2 separate regions of the Drosophila melanogaster genome follow, and region 1 is linked to region 2. A link is a contact called in public Hi-C data. All regions are on one chromosome and are shown on one strand. The core of a region is the stretch at or near the end of the contact, and the rest is flanking DNA. Distances in the headings are between cores, read along the strand shown. Region 1 holds the start of Rab18. Region 2 holds the start of Usp16-45 (Ubiquitin specific protease 16/45).

Region 1 (3,374 bases), core at 383-2,882, 250 kb before region 2:
CCTTGACGGCGAACTTCCTCTGGGGGAAGACGGAGCGCTTGCGGATCTCCTTGAGGGTCTTGCGGTTGGCGTCGCGCGGAGACAGGGCCTTGCGGATAGCGCGGGTCTTCTTCTTGCGCAGATCCAGGGGCTTGTACTTCTTGTTCTTGAAGACCTTGCGCAGATTCTCCTTCTGCTTCTGGTGCATCACAATGTAGACGCGAGCGATGGCCTTGCGGACAACGCGGCTGTATGGATAAGAACGCACATAAATGCACAAAACACCGGAATTAGTTCGTGACGCTTGTCGTTGTGCCGCGGCATACTCACATCTTGGAGAGCTTGGAGGGAGCTCCGCCGGTCACCTTGGCCACGCGCAGGCTGAGCAACTCATTCTTGAGCTCATCCAATTGCTTGGTGAGTTCCTTCTTGTCCTTGATCCTCAGCTCGGAGCACTTAACCTTCACCTGGACGGGAGCACAAACAAACGGGCAGAAAACAAGAACATTAGTATCGCTGCACTGCAAATGGCATGTTCATTGGCCCTTGGGCTGAGAGCATCGGGTGTCGATGGGTGTAACCAACCAACCATTTTTCTAGCTCTGCTCTTTAACACTCAGCACAGAACAAAAAAACCAACGAATTTTCCGTATTCACTAAACCAGCAAATTAAGAAATTCAGCACGTGGCTTAACGCAACCTCTCCGGAAACGCGGCGAAAAGAAAAGGAAAGAAGAAGAAGCAGAGGTGCTAGGGGTGAGCACAAAATAGTGTGCTAGCGTTGCGCGTCTCAACTAGCGTGGTACTGCATTATTAATCGCATTTTGTGTTAACACCATGAACGGCAGTAATTTGGGGCGCGTTTTAGCCATTACTTTGGCTTTTAATTGTTCGTTTCGTTGTAAAATAGGTTAGAAATCTTTTCGCTCACAAAATACCAACCATTTTTCTCGCTGGTCACGTCAAAAAAGAAAGATGGGACTTGGAGGAAAGAACTAGTTGGTGGTGGCACTATTGTAACTTCGAGCGTCGAACCAGTGGCAACGCTGATATCGAACCGGTTCCGAGTCCGTCATTAAAATAGATAAATCAAATTACTACGATTGCAAAAATATTCAATCACAATATTTACTTTTTTATTTTGCTAATGCCAATGAAAAGCTAAATAATACCATTTTAGAGAGCTATAAAATTAAGACATTACGCGTTTCGGAATTATTTTTCGAGGAAAATTATTTCTTATATAATTTAAACGTTTATATAAAATAATTATAACACCAACTATTTTGAGCGCAGAAGGAATCCTAAATTTATGATATTTTATAATTATTTTTTATAATTAATTTTTTTTTTTTAATTAATTTTTATACAACAATATAAGGAACGCACTGTTACCTATGTGGCAACAAAATTTGATCTGCTTAACGTGTTTTAGTTTTCATTGCGCGTTTATTATGGTAGTAACAACAGAATTATTTTTTTAAATATAGTTAGTCCTCCTAAGTCAAGACCCGATCGGTTTTGTTAAAAGGGTGGAATTAAATTATTTTAAGAAGCTAAATGTGTGTGCAAAAAAGTAGCCAGATTACGGCCACAGGTCACCACTAGATCGAAGTGGCGGTCTGGCAAGGCTGCTGTTACAGTGGTCCATCTCTATCGTGAGAATGTAAACAAAGCAGCAAGGTGGCAACGCCGCACTCACTTACTCCAGATAATCTACATAAATAATACAATTGGCAATATTCTTATCGTTTTAAGTAAATAACAGTAGTGATAAGCATTAAGCGGAGCTCAAACCACACAATGGCTGATCGGGCTATCAAGCTGCTGGTGATCGGGGAAAGCGGCGTGGGCAAGTCCAGGTGCAGTCCCAAGTCCATGGAGCAATTCCACTGCGTATATTACCAAAAGCTTGCATCACTCATCAACTTTCATTATCATTTCATCATAGTTTGATACGTCGCTTCGTGGAGAACAAGTTCGACCAGAACCATGACGTCACGATTGGCATGGACTTCAAGAGCAAAGTGATGCAGGTGGACGGCATAGACTACAAGGTGGCCCTGTGGGATACGGCGGGCGCCGAGAGATTCCGCAGCCTGACGCCCAGTTTCTATCGGAAGGCTCTGGGCGCCATTCTAGTGTACGACATCACCAGCAGGGACAGCCTGGTCAAGCTGGAAACCTGGCTGGCTGAACTGGATAGCTACAGCGACAATCCCAACATTGCCATCATTGTGGTAGGCAACAAGATCGACGAGGAGCGAGTTGTGGATCGCGAGGAGGGTCGAAAGTTTGCCAGGAAGCACAGGGCGCTCTTCATCGAGACCTCAGCCAAATGCGATCAGTTCGTCAGCGATGTGTTCAAAGATGTGGTGGAGAAGGTGAGCTAGCTACCAACCAAATACTTGGCATTCGTGTTTCCAATTATCCACATCCGCTTTGCAGATCGTCTCCTCCGAATACTTCAACAATGGCAATGCCTCCGCCGGTCTGGACATCGCCAGCGATCGGGATCTGGAGGCAAGCGCGTCTACGTGTTACTGTTGATTTCGAATGTTATGCGTGCTTTTGTCAAATTTATATCGTGTATTTATTTAATCGTTTCAATATCACTAGCATAAAGTCAATCAACCTTAACGTTCAATCGTGTACTCCAATCTGAGCAGGGCTATCGATTCACTTAGCTTGCAGGGTTTGCAGATCAGTCAGAATCCTTTTTAAATTCTATCCTTCTAATATTCCTGTACGGCTTATTGTCCATCTGCTTGCATTTCGTCTGCGACCAGTCAAAAGTCAAGTTCAGCATTTTCTTTTCATTATTTTATTGACATGATGATAGTTTTCCATTTGCGTTCACAAACGCAACAAATAAAGTGGAGAATTGGATTAGTGACCAACTGAAATGTACATGGGCTATGCGATTTTTTTTATTTCTATTGCATCTGGTGGTGTAAATTTATAAGTGAGTTCGGTTTATATTTACAATTATCGATGATTAATATTTATTAATTAACGCTAACAAGGTGGATTTAGAAATCAATGAAGCTGTTCTTCACGATTGGCTCGCTCGCTATTCATCAATTTCTTGTAAATCCCTTGCACGCGACGGATGCTTAGAAAACAAAGCTGGACATTTGGCCGCAACAATTCCCGGAGCACGCCCCTTATGTACATTTTTGTAATCGCATAGGTTCCGTAAGAGTAACTTAGAATCTAACTTCACGCTGTTGCTCCTCCATCGATACCTCGGATCCGCACCTGCTCCCGCCCAGTTCCCCAGTGATGCGCACGACGGGCATCTCTCCCATCTCCTTACTACTTCCCCGCAAGGCCGCTCTTCTTGGCGTCCAGTTCGTAAATGAGCAGACGCCACATCTTCACCACAAAGACCT
Region 2 (3,523 bases), core at 542-3,041:
TAAGCTTCTCCTCGATGTAGCTAATCGTTGGCGTACTGGGCGTAACCGTGCTAGTGGGCGGCTTCTGGGCCAATTTCTTGACCAGCTCCACGCACTCAAGCAGGTTTTTGCGCAGATTGGAGCAGATCTTCATGTCGCACTCATAGCACCAGATGTCGAAGGAGCGCGTATTCATGGCCAGGGCATGTGAGTCCGAATGAGGTGTCTGGAACACACAGAACGATTACAGCTTCTACCATATGGAATATCAATGTAAAACGAGAATGTCGTTTGCAACTGGCTTAAGTGAACTAGATCCCTGCTCACCTGGTAGTGTTCTAAGGCGTGCTTGTGGCGTGCCCTCCCGCACAGCTGGCTGCCGCACTTGAGGCACAGCCACAGGGTGTTGTCAAATTCGAAGGTGACCGGATTTCCGCCAGGACCGACAGCTCCTTCACTCGCTCCCGCTCCCGCAGCGCTGCCCGCTGTCTTGCCCAGCTTCTGACATTGGCTGCACTCGTAGAGTAGACCCGTGGACTTCAGTAGACGCCTTAGTCGGGCCGCGTCCACCGCCTTCTTGATGTGCTGGCAGCTGGCGGTGGTGGGGGTGGCGCCATCCGACTGACCGGGCGAGCCGAGTCCTTTTCGATGATGCAGATCCTCATTGCCGGAATCCGTTGAGCAATCGTGGTCGCGACTGTCCGCCTGACGCTTCTTTACCATGGCAAGGTAGCTGCTTGGCCTTGGCCTCCTTGTGGGCGCGCTCTGGAAGGAATATGTAGCGTTCCAATCACAGATTCAAATCTTCGAATTGCTTCGAATGCAATCGTTATAGTCACAACCCTGCTGCTGCTCTTCCGATTCGGCTATCGATGTGTATAACTGGCAACGGGATTGAATTCGATTGGAACTCGCACCGACAGACTGACCCTATTGGCTTTGTTTGCTTTGTTGTCTTTCGTCACGTTTGGAACTGTGACCCAGGATTTGAGGTTAAGTTCGTCGCCCCGCTGCCAGCCAGCGAAATTGAGTGCCCCCGCTGTTTGACCACCCAAACATACATACATATATGTATTACCCTTTTTGCGATGATTTCTCGAAAATCCAAAGGACCCCGAACTCATACACGCACCCAACCAATCAAGCCCATACGCACGCACACATAGACACGAACTGTGATTACCCCCACACACATGCACAACAGGATCTGAGTAGTACCTTGAATTTACTCGCTGCGATATGCGTTGCACGTAAGCACACAACATATATGTTTTACAGCACTTTTATGCACTTTTTTTTATTCGTATATGCGTAAATAGAAAACGTGAACGACGTGACCAAGTGTGACCGTTGCTTATTTGGGTCGCAACTCCCGCGTGTGGTCAATTTCAAATTTTTAGGCTGTTGCTTCACCTCTCTGTTCGATGGCTTCCTCTTCTTCTGACCGCAATGGTATTCAAGTTTGGAACAACAACAATGTGCAAGTTCAAAGTCAGAAAATGACAAATAACCGAAAGGCACACAAAAAACAATCCTAAACATGTTTGCTTGCATGCCGAGACACGCACATACATCAATATTCATGTATAAACAAGCTTACAGTGTAGGAAATATAAAAAATTACAAAACTAGAACTGTGATTACCCACACACATGCACAACAAGATCTGCCTACTACCTTAAATTTACTCGCTGCGATATGTGTAGCACATGAGCACACAACATATATGTTTTATAGCACTTTTAGGCGCTTTTTATTCGTTTATGCGTAAATAGAAAACGTGAACGACGTGACCAAGTGTGACCGTTGCTTATTTTCGTCGCAAATCTCGCGTGTGGTCAATTTGAACCGTTGTCAGAAACTATAGGGTCTCGAAACATGTGCAAATAATTCATTTATATCATTCAACTTATGCTGCAAATAATTGCTATTATTATTATTTTAATTAATTATCCACACTGCTTATGTTCTTCGCTCAAACAGGAGGTAATTAAATCATTGAAGGGATTTCAAAAATCTATGTATGCATTCACTACTAACTAGCTTGGTCTTTTTTTTATTTTGCGCCGCTTTATAAATTTAAAAAAATATCATTTGGAATTACACACATCACTGTGTTAAATTAAAAAGAAGATTTTTAGTGATTGTTTTCTTTGAGATATTGAAGTCGCTATCTGCTCCTATATAAATATTATTTCGAAATTATCGATTTATAGTGCGCTATACTGACAAAAAATAGGCTGAAATTCGCATGAACAAGCATATTGTGGTAAGACAAAATGAAATCAGAACTTCCCAAGAACTACGTTGGAAAATTACAAATGCCCAAAAGTATTGCTCCACAAAATATCGTAACGAAATATCGCGAAATTTGCAACACTTTTGTGCACATTCGGTGGCAACGCCGCCTAAGAAAATACCTATTGCCCCAATCGATACCTATCGATGAGCGTGGGCAGCCCTGTTTGTGCATGTGCTGCCATTCGATTTGATAACCAGCACTCCGTGCACACGTTTTTCGGCTTTCTAGAAATAATTGGGCTGCGATTCAAACTGTGAAGTGATTTTTTCTATATTTTTTTTTTGTGTGCACAAAGGCTCTTGTAATTCGAGGATTTGGCCATCGCGAGTGCGGGTGATTAAGCAGGCAGCTCCGATTGCCAGAGTTTTGCGGATGCATGGCAACACTGCCGCACGCCGGCCATGTTATTGTGATTTGTAAAAGGTGGAACGTAGACACGTGTTTAATTCGTGCAGCACTTTAGCGTTGAGAAAACGACAGTAAATCGCCAGCAAATAAGCAAAAACAATACACAACTCGCGTGTGCAGTAGATAGCTTTGAAAGCACCCAAAGATAGTGAGCAAAATAAGTTACCCAAGCGGTTCACAAAGGTAAGAAATCGCAGCACGCGGAACATAACCTAGTACAAAAAAAGTGCGTGTGTGTGTTTGCCAAAACAGAGAGATGTGACGGAAAATGGTGTCATGTTCTGTTCTGTGTGGATTTGTTCCAATGTCCGTGTCTTGAGCTCTATTCGCACCTCTTTCCCGGTACCATAGCCAACGTTTTAACTACCTTTTTTTTGTCAACTTTTTGTTAAGTGTATGACTCTGCCTTGCCGCTGTTGTTGTTGTTCCGGCAAAGTGACAGTAAGTGGTTATGGAAAAAATTTGGAGTTCAATTCGGCGATTACACAATGACAGCACTCACACACACACACACCCACAATCGCACGCATACACATGCCGAGCATAAGTGCGTCTGTGTGTGTTACAGCTTTCACCGTTAATGTTCGGTTTTTTTACGCCTGAAAGAGAACAAAGGCGAAAAGGAGCTGCCACTCCCACAAAGAAAACATTGCGTCTATGCATACATACATATGTATACACATATAAAGTAGTATATCCCCCGATTATACAATCCCCGCCCATTTTTGGCCACCATATGATCGGAAACCACGTTGCCAAGATTATAACAATGTGGACTTTTTCGGCTAGCTGGCAATGTTGTTGCACCTGATTTGTTGTTGTTTTGGTGCTCTC

What was found. Hi-C and Micro-C count contacts between places; a contact is called where the count stands out from the background.
Region 1: a Hi-C map of the Kc167 cell line shows a contact between it and region 2, with 3 times the contacts expected there. The contact joins the promoter of Rab18 here to the promoter of Usp16-45 in region 2. A contact is called at or near these places in 26 of 107 Hi-C or Micro-C datasets (the Clone 8 cell line, the D17-c3 cell line, the Kc167 cell line and 9 more) and 1 of 6 datasets of contacts at active chromatin or transcription factors (the Kc167 cell line).

The regions. Positions count from the first base shown.
Region 1 is chrX:5,670,070-5,673,443 of dm6, reverse strand. Rab18 reads left to right here and starts at 1,632. Exons shown (of 3, transcript NM_080005.4): 1 at 1,632-1,841; 2 at 1,931-2,363; 3 at 2,428-2,617. The coding sequence starts at 1,783. The coding sequence ends at 2,529. It overlaps CG4119, which reads right to left. Exons shown (of 6, transcript NM_001297970.1): 6 at 2,792-3,374. The coding sequence ends at 3,298. It overlaps RpL35 (Ribosomal protein L35), which reads right to left and starts at 1,043. Exons shown (of 3, transcript NM_001297971.1): 1 at 922-1,043; 2 at 310-446; 3 at 1-227. The coding sequence starts at 924.
Region 2 is chrX:5,419,801-5,423,323 of dm6, reverse strand. Usp16-45 (Ubiquitin specific protease 16/45) reads right to left here and starts at 1,791. Exons shown (of 5, transcript NM_167037.2): 1 at 1,657-1,791; 2 at 307-744; 3 at 1-205. The coding sequence starts at 702. spoon (spoonbill) reads left to right here and starts at 2,988. Exons shown (of 5, transcript NM_167034.2): 1 at 2,988-3,130. The coding sequence starts at 3,086.